Linked DNA regions of Mus musculus: region 2 is linked to region 1. Evidence: chromatin contacts called from public Hi-C data. All regions are on one chromosome and are shown on one strand. The core of a region is the stretch at or near the end of the contact, and the rest is flanking DNA. Distances in the headings are between cores, read along the strand shown. Region 1 has its middle 140 kb from the start of Slc7a11. Region 2 has its middle 20 kb from the start of Gm6209.

The links. Hi-C and Micro-C count contacts between places; a contact is called where the count stands out from the background.
Region 2: a contact with region 1 is called in a Hi-C map of double positive thymocytes, with 2.3 times the contacts expected there. The contact joins two enhancer-like sites. A contact is called at or near these places in 3 of 484 Hi-C or Micro-C datasets (double positive thymocytes and uterus).

The regions. Positions count from the first base shown.
Region 1 is chr3:50,299,478-50,305,151 of GRCm38.p6, reverse strand. No RefSeq gene overlaps it. Among named protein-coding and RNA genes, the nearest start is that of Slc7a11, 140 kb to the left of the region's middle. Within about 2 kb of position 2,226, at least 13 of the 459 cell types and tissues checked have an H3K27ac peak or open chromatin away from gene starts, as enhancers often do. A contact at or near this core is called in double positive thymocytes, where this site is marked.
Region 2 is chr3:50,603,660-50,609,577 of GRCm38.p6, reverse strand. No RefSeq gene overlaps it. Among named protein-coding and RNA genes, the nearest start is that of Gm6209, 20 kb to the right of the region's middle. Within about 2 kb of position 1,622, at least 39 of the 459 cell types and tissues checked have an H3K27ac peak or open chromatin away from gene starts, as enhancers often do. A contact at or near this core is called in double positive thymocytes, where this site is marked.

The DNA of each region.
Region 1 (5,674 bases), core at 977-3,476:
TCTGCTGCAAATTAAGAGTAGAAGACTTAACAATTGTCAGGCTTATATGCTGGCCACCGTATAGCCACCTGTCAGCATGCTTTCTCTTATGTGAACTTATCTCCTTAGATCCTGGGCTGAAATAAATGCTCACTCCTTATTTCTTAATTGAGAGTTTTATCATAGTGATGGGTAAAGAAATTAATGTATAGGCCAACCATGTAAGGGAAAATCAGCTCATCTTGAGACTGTTCTTCGACTATCTCATCACCTTCAGGCTTTTAACTAGTGGGCAGATCCCAACGTGTCAGAGAGAGTCAGTAGCATTGTGAAAGCTAGCTGGAGAGAATTCTTTTCATTTATAACAAAAATGGAAGCTATGTGTAAGAATAATAGTGATTTCTAAGCACGATTGACCTTGGTCATATTTCAGTGTCCAACTTTACAAGAGAGTTAGTTTTTTTCTGAGATTTCACAATGGAAGTTTTAGCCAGAGTGGTAGGAGGGAGTCATATCATGGAGGCTTAGTTCTTGACTAGAGGCTAGATTCAATCGTGGCTTTGGATAAGAAAGCTGAGATGCTAGGTGTCCTACAAAATATGCAGTTTATTAGAGAAGGACATCTTCTGAGGTAAAATAACATTCAAACTGTCCTCCCTTTACTTGGTCCCAAGAGGGCTGGAGGATGTCTTTAATCAAGGTCCTGGGAAACGCATTAGTCAAGAGAGGCACAGTTTTGAACAAGACTTGAGCTCCTCTTCTTATCCTGGTGGTAGATGCTTCTGTTGACGTTCTGTGATGGCCTTGAGGATGGACCATTCCAGGGTAGTAGCAGCCAACTGGTGCCACCTACAGGCAAGCAATATAATTGCTATGCCCATCAGAACCAGCAGCAGGCCAAGCCCTTCTTCCTTAAGCTCTGAAATGCAGGAATATATTTTGGTCACCATCAGTTCCTTCACTGAAAGAGGCAAGAGTAAATAGTCCTTTCTGAAGTGCATTATAGAAAATGCTTCACGCGTGGGAAGCATAGGTCTTACCTAGGTCACTATAACAGAGGGCTGAGCACTCACAGTCAATTTTCAGATGTGAGTTCCAACCCATAAGAAGAATTCTTTGATGATGGACTCAGCAGTGAGAGCACCGTGTGTGCAGTCAATCTTCCTCCCCGCCTTCAGCAAGGGATCTCTGGCTGTTTAGTAGCATTGCAGATAAATAGCCTTTAATGTGGCCAGCCTATTCTTTGCTCAGGATTTATGCACAATGGATGTGACATGCTGTCCTTGTGGAGCAAGCATTCTAAAGAGCTGACGTTCCTTTATACAAGTGATCAGGCAAGCATCGTACGCAGAGATATCACATCCTAAGGGTAATGTCTTCCAGGGGTCAACATTCACATAAACATGTTCAAGTACCAAGTGTTATTGTTTTGACTTTGTGACCAAAATAGACTGCTTACATTTCAGGTCATGTACCTAAAATATGTCCTAGATCTGGCTACTCAGACATTTCATGGAAGTGCTGATCTCTGTGTGAACGGAATACGACAGAATGCTAACAAAATGTAAAGGAACCAAAAGACTCTAGATCATGAAAATACATACAACAAACATGATTCCAGGAAGGGAAATGATCCCAGATTTGGGGTGCCTGATGCTGAGCTACTCTGATTCCAGGAGCCCCGAGAAAGGCCACTGTCTTTACTGAACAACAAATTGTACTTTAGGTTATCAATTAAATTTGGATCTTCGTTGGTTTCTAGATAGTTGAGTGCTGCAAATTTTTTCTGCCTTTAGGACTGAAATGGGTCTCTTAAGCAATTGGTAAAGTTGTCATCTGGGTCCCTGGGCCATGGAGCAGGCTATTATGATGAGAACTATTTCCATATTCTAAAGGCCTGAATCGAAAGCAAATCACACCTACAGGTGAATCTAAAACAAAAGCTGTTGCTTTGAGCTCACAAGATGCTGAGTTGCTGATTTGTCTCATTTTTCTATTTCCACCATGTAGAGAGTTTTCAGGCTTTTAGTGTTGGGGTAGAGCTCTAGAGGGAAACACTTGCCTAACACACGGGAAGCCCTGGATTTGACTTGCTGCTCCACAGTAAACAATCAAACACTAGATGATAAAAGAATCCGAAGGAGCTAGGAGGATGCAGGAAATACTGAACATTATAAAGCAGATCCCCCAGGTGTTCATTCAACAAACTCATACTCATTATCCACCAAGATCAAAGTTCATGTGGCAGCTGCCCGAGCTTTAGAACAATGAGAGTCAGGTTCACGGTAGAAGCAAGGAGCTGTGGTTAGATGTTTAAGGGTTTCACTGGCTGCAGTGGGCGTGTGACAGGAGAGTGGCAAGATAAGATAACAAATGTGGCAGTACTCCAAGTGAGAGTTCATTGTAGGGGTTCAGGGACAGGGAGGGCTGCGGGATATATAGGAGGGGGGATGGATGGAGTACAGATTACCTGGTGGTCACAGATTGATTGATGGTTGTCGGCAAGAAGCAATGGAAAAAGTAAAGTAGTGTGCCTGCATTTGTTAACTTGCTCAGCAAGATATATCTACAATCTCTCTATTATCTATCTATAATCTGTGTTTATATACCATCTATAATTTATCATCTATTAGCTATCTACATATGATCAGTCATCTATCATTTTCTATCTAAACTATATCATCTATCATGCATCTACTCATCTACATATCTATTTTCTATCATCTACCTATTATACATATATCACTTCTCTTTTAATCTGTCATCTATCATGTGTGTATGTATCTATCATCATGATCATTAACATCATCATTATCTATCTATCCACATCCATCTATCATCTATCTGTGTGCCTATCTATGTATCTATCTATGTATCCATGTATGTATTTATATCATCTATCTATCATCTATTAAATAAAAAACGAGAACCAATGTTCTTGGTCCTGTATTTAAGGAACGTGAAAGTTTCTGTGAGGATGTTGAGCAATCTTTCATGTAAGAGTGGAGGGTGGGGATGTTAAATGATGAAATGAATGTGGAGTTACTGGTCCATAAATGGGTTTACCAGGTACATTAATAAGTTATTGCAGTCTCTACACAGAAATAAATCTTGTGATGCAGAGCAAAGGCAGTTGATAGATCAGCCGGCTGCAGTGGGTCAGCCAACGTTCTTTAGGAAAGACACATGTAGAAAATATTCGCAGAACATAATGGGCTTAAAGACGAAACAAGGCCATTAGATCATTGGGAAGAGAGGCCCCTTGGTCTTTCAAACTTTATATGCCTCAGTACAGGGGGACACTAGGGCCAAGAAGTGGGAGTGGGTGGGTAGGGGAGTGGGTGGGTGGGGGAGGGTCTGGGGGACTTTTGGGATAGCATTTGAAATGTAAATGAAGAAAATACCTAATTAAAAAAAACGAATTAAAAAAAAAAGAAAGGAGAACACAGTTCAGGAGTTTTCATTTAATAGCTCAATTTATGGTAATCAAAACAAAACAAACAGAACATCTCACAAATCTCCAAACAACCCAAACTCAATTGTGCTAGGATGAGTCCCCTGCCTCCTAAAATCTCAGGTATTCAATCAGGTGAGTCAAATAACATGCAAATTATTTCTTGTTTTTCACGTTGACAATCTCCACTTCAGCCTCATGTCTACTTTTCTGTGTGTAATCTTCAGTACGGGAAAATTGCTTTGCTAACTGCCTCACCTGGGAATTTATTCCACCAGGATCCGGGGGGAAGGTGACAGTGGATTCCGTCTCCTGATATATCCCGTGGTGACTGGTTTTGTTTCATAGGAGACTTCATTTTCATTAAAATGCACTTTCATTCTTAAAGAAAAAAATGAATAAAATACAGGTACAGAGAGTTTAACATGTTGGTTTCTTGTTGAAATAAAGTCTTCGAAAGTTTAAATACAACCACTTTTTATTGATTGGCTTAAAAGTACACATCAAGACCATAAATAAGTCAAAAGCAGACACACATTTTTTTCCCTCAGAATAAAAATATGCATTTCCCAAACTAGACCACTTGGGGGCAGCATAGCGCAGAGCTAGCTTTTCACTCATCTCCCAGCGCAGTCTCCTTCAGTAATGCAAGTCCCCACAAAGCAAGAACTTAGGTCTTGCTATTCATGTCAGCAGAGTCTTTGTCAATTGTCATCCTATTTTTCTCTTTTTTTCGTGTTTCTTTATCCTGATCTTTTTTTTTTGGGGGGGGGGGAGGTTGGTTCTTCATGAGTTAAGAGTTTTCATACTTCTAGTAGGTTAATTAACACATTCAGAAATTAAGTCAAAGCTGGCCCAGTGCCCTTTCTTGCTCAACCACATGGGCATGCTTGGGTAACTGTAGTTATTTACATTTGGCATCCAACTGACTCCATGAGCTGCATTGCTTTCCCCCCTGTATGAGTATCCAGGCTATTAAATTAAACAGGTTAATGTTAGCTACAGCGTCTCACCCCCCACCATCCCCACAGCTATAGTAAATCTGCCACCTGTTTATTTCCATAAAAATTCAATTATAGCACCGGCAGTTATTCTTCTTATGTGAGCAATTAACTTCAAGCAGTTTCCAGCCAAAGAGAAAGGCCAGGCCAGCCGGCCCTTCCTTTCTTTGATTCCTTCAGCCCTTGGTTGCTTCTTTTGTTAGGTGACTGCGCAACCATCAAACCACTGAAAAATGAAACAAGCAAACTGGACTACCATGCACTCTTATGCCAACGAAGAAACAAAAACTGAAAAATCACTAACAGCTCTTTGCTTCCCCCTTGTCCTTTGAGTGCGGAAGCCGGGGAGGTGGAGGGCAGTGGGCAACTCGCTGGGGCACCAGGAGCACGGTTCTCCCTACCATACACCACCATGAAGAAGGGGTTGCTTTAAACACTGTTCTTCTTCCTTCTTTATCTCTGTAGAAAATGCAACCATGCAGGGAAACCTTGGCCAAATGCCACAGCGTCCTGGCTGAAGCAGCAACGCAATTACGGAAAGATAAAAAACCCACAACGGCCTGTGCATCTGAGCAGCTGAGAGAAAGAAGGTGGTGAGAGGCAGGTGCACGTCTTTGTTTCTGTGAGAGGAGTCGGTCTTTCGTTCCAAGCTTCCAGCTGCAAATGCCTGCGTTTTCCTTTTTAAGTGTTTCTCTTTTTCCTTCTTAAATGTCTACTTTCCCGACCATATTTCTTTCTCACAAACAGTCCATGAATAAAAAGAAAAGGGCTAATCGCAATCTGATTATTTCCTACCGGATCTAATTCCCCAGGGCTGGTTTGGGTTCTTCTTTCCCTTCATATGCGGGGGATATTGACTTTCTTTTGAAGAAGCAAAATTCTTAGTAAGTATTGCACACAATATTATTTATAAATATATAGATCATCTACTATTGTTACTTTGTTAAATGGACATGATAGGTAACTGTTCCTAAGTTCTTACTTTTTTTTTTTTTTTTTTTTTAGAAGATCATGCTTAACACAGAGACCTCACAGCTGGTCAACTTGCAGAGAACAGGAGAGAACTCAAATCCAAGTGGGATATCTCTATCACTCCTCTATTACCTATTCACGGCCCCCTTCTCCCACCCAAGGCTCAGAGATCACCACCGACGAAGGGACAGAGAGACAACACGCTCCAGGGTAGTGGACATCTACAGCCAACAGCAGGATGTGACGTGGTCCTTGCACAAAGGGACTC
Region 2 (5,918 bases), core at 373-2,872, 310 kb before region 1:
CCGCACAGTGGTCCTGTCAGGCTGGTGCAAATGCCTTCACTAATTGGTGTCCTGCCCTGTTGTCCTCATGCTGAGTTCAGCATGAAGCCAGTCGCTCTCAAAGAACAGGCTCAGTGTGATGAAAGTAGCCCTGCAGACCACAGATGTGTGGTGCCTGAGAGTGTTTGTTCAGTCAACATGGACACTTTTCAAACACAAATAATACAGGTGGCCAGAGCTGATTGTTACTGTTAACTCTCATGGTCAGAAGACTCCCTGAACTTGTGGGCATTCAGATACCCATTAGAGATTGATGACTCTGGTGTTAATCGCCCTAAAAAGTATTCTTGGCCACCGAGAACCCAGAAGACTAAGGATGAATCCTCACTATTGTATGCCTATAATTTTATTGAGGTTACAAAGGAGACTTCTGGGCAATAGCATTGGCCATTTTGTCATGTAGCTGTATTTGAATTCCCTTGTGTACAAATTTATCTTTAGTGTCTATAAGTTGGTTAATGTTCTCCTTCAATCTGAAAGTATGAACGTATATGACATAAGAGGGATGCAGAATAGAAGTGAGGACTATAGAGCAGATCATGACTTAAGCTTTGAAAATTATTCTTTACAGAAATTGAAAATAGGAACGAATGAATGAGGCAGGCATCTTTCACCTCAACCTGACAAAATCATCATGCTATCGTTATACACTCAGAATCTAACCATTCTGAATATGTTACAATTTCCACACGCCCTTACCTTCATTGCACGAGCAGAACTTGGCAACTTCTCAGTGAAGTAAATACAGCAGCTATCATAATGCAGAATTTCAGATGCTCAAGTTGGAGATTGCCCACTTCTTTGATCGCAAGCATAGTTCTCCACAATTCACAATGAAAGCCCAACTTCCGTGCTTTGGTGACGATAGTCAATCTTTTAAATATTTTCACATATGAAATATATAGACTCTTACCCAGGCACAGTGACATATCCCTGTAATCCGGCTCTTGGGAATCAGAGCTGAAGGACTGTCTTAAGGTCGAGGCTTGGTTAGTATAGCAAGTCAGGCCTATGCAATAAACCCCTGTCTCAAAAAACCAAACCAAACCAAACCAAAGCCTATAACCCTGTACTGCGTAGCATGTACACTGGCTTAGTTGGCCAAAGATTGGTTGATTTTCAATGTTCTGGTCCTACTTCTCTGAAATGAAATTATAAAATTGTGTTTTCCTATGTTTCAAAGATATATAGGTAGGTATTTTCAGTATTTGTAGAGATGGGGGTGGAGTAATCTGGCCTGCTCATAGCTGTGCCGGCAGGCAGCTGATGGTATCAGGTGAGTAAAGGGGAAAGGAGTAAAGCTGCTGGTGAAACCCAGCTTCTTAAAGCTGAAAGAAGCAGACTCAGACATAAAAGGAATGCATACTGAGATTAGCCTTGCAGACCCTTACAAAGAGTGGCTCTGCTACTTTGCCTCCTCCTCTCCTTCTTCCTTCCTCTCCTCCTTCTCTCTCTCCTCTCCTCCTCCTCTTCTGAGAAAAAAACAAACGCTGGACAATTCTGGCAACTTTATTTGCAGTGTGACTGTTCTGCCTAAGCAATAAAGAGGAAGAGGTCAGGGTGCAGAGTTTGTCATGGCTCCTTGAGACATCCTGACCTTGTGTTTCAGAAACAGTCATGCATCTTCCCACGCCATACCAACAAGTCACAAGGGGAACCACAAAAACGCTCTTTCCCAAGTTCAAGAATAGCCACGGGCTCCCCTGTTAAGTGATGTTTTTCTTTCTGGCAGTGAATTTTCCGTGGGGCCAAAATTTCCTCTAAGCAAGAGGCAAACGTTTACGTGAATTTCATCAGGATTCAACAAAATTATTACATGTAGCTTTGGATGTACTAAGGTAGACTTTTTTTTTTTTTTTTAGATTTAAATTGCTTATAGTCATATGACTGTTTTAGTGAGTCAACACCTTGACAAATAATATTTTGCTTGCAACTTCTCTGCTTACAAAAGACATCTTCAGGGGACCTGGTCTGGCTGTTTTGAATGGCATTAACCTCAAAGGGCATTCTACAGATTCTCTCATTTCTGCCCTGAGTCTCCCTTTAGTAGTTGGGCCAAATCCTCTTTATCTTGGGACACAGGGAAAAGACTTTTATTCTTGTTTTCAAAAATCTTGCTGATTTGCTGAACAAACCTCCAGCTTGATCTTTTTCCTTTTGTAAGTTACATAAGTCATGCTGTGTGAACTAACATCTTGTCACTCATTGTCCTAAAGCAAGCCAAACTGGTGAGAAACCACCTACTGCTGAACTTCAAGCCCGTGCCAAAAAGGCAAGAGCTGCATGCTGTTCTGTTGTGTCCTTGAGTGATCAAACAGTTCTGAGAGCAAACAGGAGCTTCAGCAGCAGGATTCACAGGGTTTCAGGAGCCAAGCAGAGGGCAGAGAAGCCAGGGAGGGCTTTTCTTAAGGTAAGGGGACACTTGCAAATACAGGCACACTAGCTTTGCTCTTTGATTGGGGGCACTTGAACACTCCCAGAGTAGGCAGGCTGATGCAAATGTTGCTTAGAGAGTGGAAGAACATCAGAGCACCATGACCAGGGGGCTTCTCTTTCTCGCTTGCTGTTCACTTGCCAATATTTAGGTGCATACTTATATTCTGAAATTGTTCTGGAACAGTCCAAGGTATCTCAGTCTCTTGTGTGGCTTCACATACATATTTACACACGTGTGTGTATGTGTGCTTCACAGTGACCTATTCCAGCCTGCTAGTTAAGGCTGTCCAGTCTATCTTTTGTAAAGGGAATGAGAAAACTGATCTGAATAAGGGAGTGAATGAGAAACAATTGTTCTAAAGCCACTGTTAGCTTCAGAAAGATGTTTATATTGACTAAAACAAAATCTCAATATTGCTGTCACTGAGAAGAAATATCTTCCCAGGATCATCTTTGCAAGGTCAATAATTCAGTAAAAAGTGAGTAACTTTAAATCCATGTAGTTCTTGTACCTGAAGGTACAGAACCAATATTGTATTATACATTAAAACTTTTAGAGTAACATTAGGTGTTGAAGATAGTGAAAGGGGATAGCTGCTATATTTTTTTTTATTTAATTGAACTTAAAAAAAACATATTTACTTTATATCCTGCTCACTGCCCCCTCCCTGTTGCCCCCTACCACAATCCTTCCTCCATTTCCTTCTCTTCTGAGCATGTGAGCCCCCTGTGGGTATCCTGACACTCTGGTACTTCAAGTCTCTGCAAGGCTAGGCACTTCCTCTCCCATTGAGGCCAGACAAATCAGCCTGGCCAAAAGAACATATGCCACCTACAAGCAACAGCTTTTGGGACAGTCTCTGCTCCAGATGTTCGAGACCCATGTGAAGACCAAGCTGAGCCTCTGACAGCTGCTGTTTCTAATCACAGCATTTGTACTTTTATATTCCTCACAGACTGACATCATCACCATGAGTCAGTCATGGGCTTCAAAATACTAAAACAGCTATTAGATTTGGTATAAGCAATAGGCTCACAGTATTGAAAACGGGATGGGCAGTAATGTGTGCAATAGAGCATTTATAATCTCTTGTCTTGAGTGTATCTTAGTTTAGGCTGTTGTAAGCTTGAGGTAGGATGTCATGCGTTTTGGGGAAGTGTTCTATCCTGGAGTGCAGATGACTGACTTCTTAGTCATCACACTACGGAAAGAGACTTGAGAGATTTAGGCGACTCTTTCATAAGAACAGTTACCCATTCACCTCCATGCTTGGGACTTAACCACCTCCCAAGGTCCTTCCTACCATCACCATCCCAGGGAGCAGGAGCTCAGCATGAATCTCAGGGACACAAACTTTGAGCACACACCAGCTCTTCTCTGCTCTTATCCTGGGTTATTTCTCCCTAGGTTCTTGGTGTCAGAAGAGATGCTATTTCTTGAGCCTCCATGGTCTTATGACACGTGTAGTGCTCTTTTCCCGCCTTCTCTTTGCCCTTCATAATTATTAATTTATACAGTTATAAATATTAATGGATTCACTGTGATACTTATTGTCATGCTTCAGTCAATCTGCCCCTCTCATTTTTCATTCTCTTTCTCTTTCCTTGAATCCATTCTGTTTTCACTATGGTGCTATTGTCTTACATTTTTACATATGAGGGGAAATGCAACATGCAGTACTTGTCTTTCTGCATCTACCTTACCTCACTTGATGAGATGACCTCTGGTTTTATCCACCCCACCCTCCCTTGCTCTTTATTGGGTATTGTGTCTTGCGGTTCCCTTTCTTTCCCTGCTCTGTGCTGCTGCTCAATCAATCACAGCTATTATTCCCCTTACTTTATCTCCTTGTCTCTTCTTCACCATCATGAAGATTTCTTGGGTGCCAGAGACCGATTGGTTCAAGTCTATTTACCCAGCATCTATCAGAGAACCTGGCAGAGAGCAGGTGGTCTCTAAAGGTATATGGAATGGAAAGAAATAATTATGGGGAAATCTATGATCGATTTAAAGGCATTAACATTGAATTATGAGTATGAAGTCCTGGAGTCATAAAGGAAATTCCTGAAAAAGCGATTTATTTATTTGTTTGTTTGTTTATTTATTTATTTATTTATTTATTTATTTATTTATTTATTTATAAGCTGTTCATCATTCACATTGCTTTTTTAAAGGACCCCAAGTGAACCTTAGGACCACACCTATGATCCTAAGGACTCTAGGGATTTTATTCTACAGGCTCTTTACCTCCTTGAACCACCCCCCTCCTGAAATGTCCTAACAGTGTTTGGGGCTGCATCCACATGGGCTTTCTTCCCTGTGTAACTATTATGGTGGATGTTTCCCATAATCATAATGATGAGGGTGAGCCTGTGTGTGTGCCTTGGCAATAAGTAAGTGGATGATCACAGTCAGCTATTAGATGGGTCACACGGCCCCCAATGGAGGAGCTAGAGAAATTACCCAAGGAGCTAAAGGGAACTGCAACCCTATAGGTGGAACAACATTATGAACTAACCAGTACCCGGGAGCTCTTGTCTTTAGCTGCATATGTATGTATTAAAAGATGGCCCAGTCGGCCATCACTGCAAAGAGAGGCCCATTGGACTTGCAAACTTTATATGCGACAGTAGAACGCCAGGGCCAAAAGGGGGAGTGGGTGGGTAGGGGTTTGGGGGGGTGGGTATGGGAGACCTTTGGGATAGCATTGAAAATGTAAACGAGGAAAATACCTAATAAAAAATGTTTTATTAAATTAAAAAAAAGACATGTATTTGAGACCCAGAACCTAAACAAGGAGACAGAGACTGAAAATCTGATATATAGTTCTTGGCACAATGGAAATAAAAATGGAGATCCAATAAAGTAGCTCATTTAGAGTCACTGATTTTAAAATGAGGGTCAGAGAAGCTCACAGGGGCAGCAGATCAGGCCTTAAATCAAAGGGTAGCTTTCATTCTCGTTTTCAACCGTGGCACCTGTCAGTCTTCACCAGTTTCTTCCCGCCTTGCACATGATTGACAGCTATTCATTGGTGAATATTGTATCTTCTCACGCATAGCTATTCTGTCCTCCATAGTGGGTTGCAGGCTCCTCTGGAATAGTGTAATGGTGGGGAAACCAACTTTATTCCTTGAGCAATTATTTCTCCTTGTGTTTAGTTGAAGTGCACAGAAGGCTTGTTGTTCAATCATCTGTAACACAGAAAGCACAAGTAACTTTTAAGATGTGAAGAATGAAAATAGTTACAAATCCTTGCCTTTATTCTCTAAAAGGTAAAGGAATTCTCCCATTATTTCCTTATCTCCCTTTCAAGTTTTCCATAGTACCAAAGTAAGGCAGATTTTTTTTCTTCTATCAAAGGGTTACTATGACTGAAGATAAAATAAGTGAAATACTGAAGAGTTTTTTGTCACCCCTGGCTTTAATATTTGTAAATAAT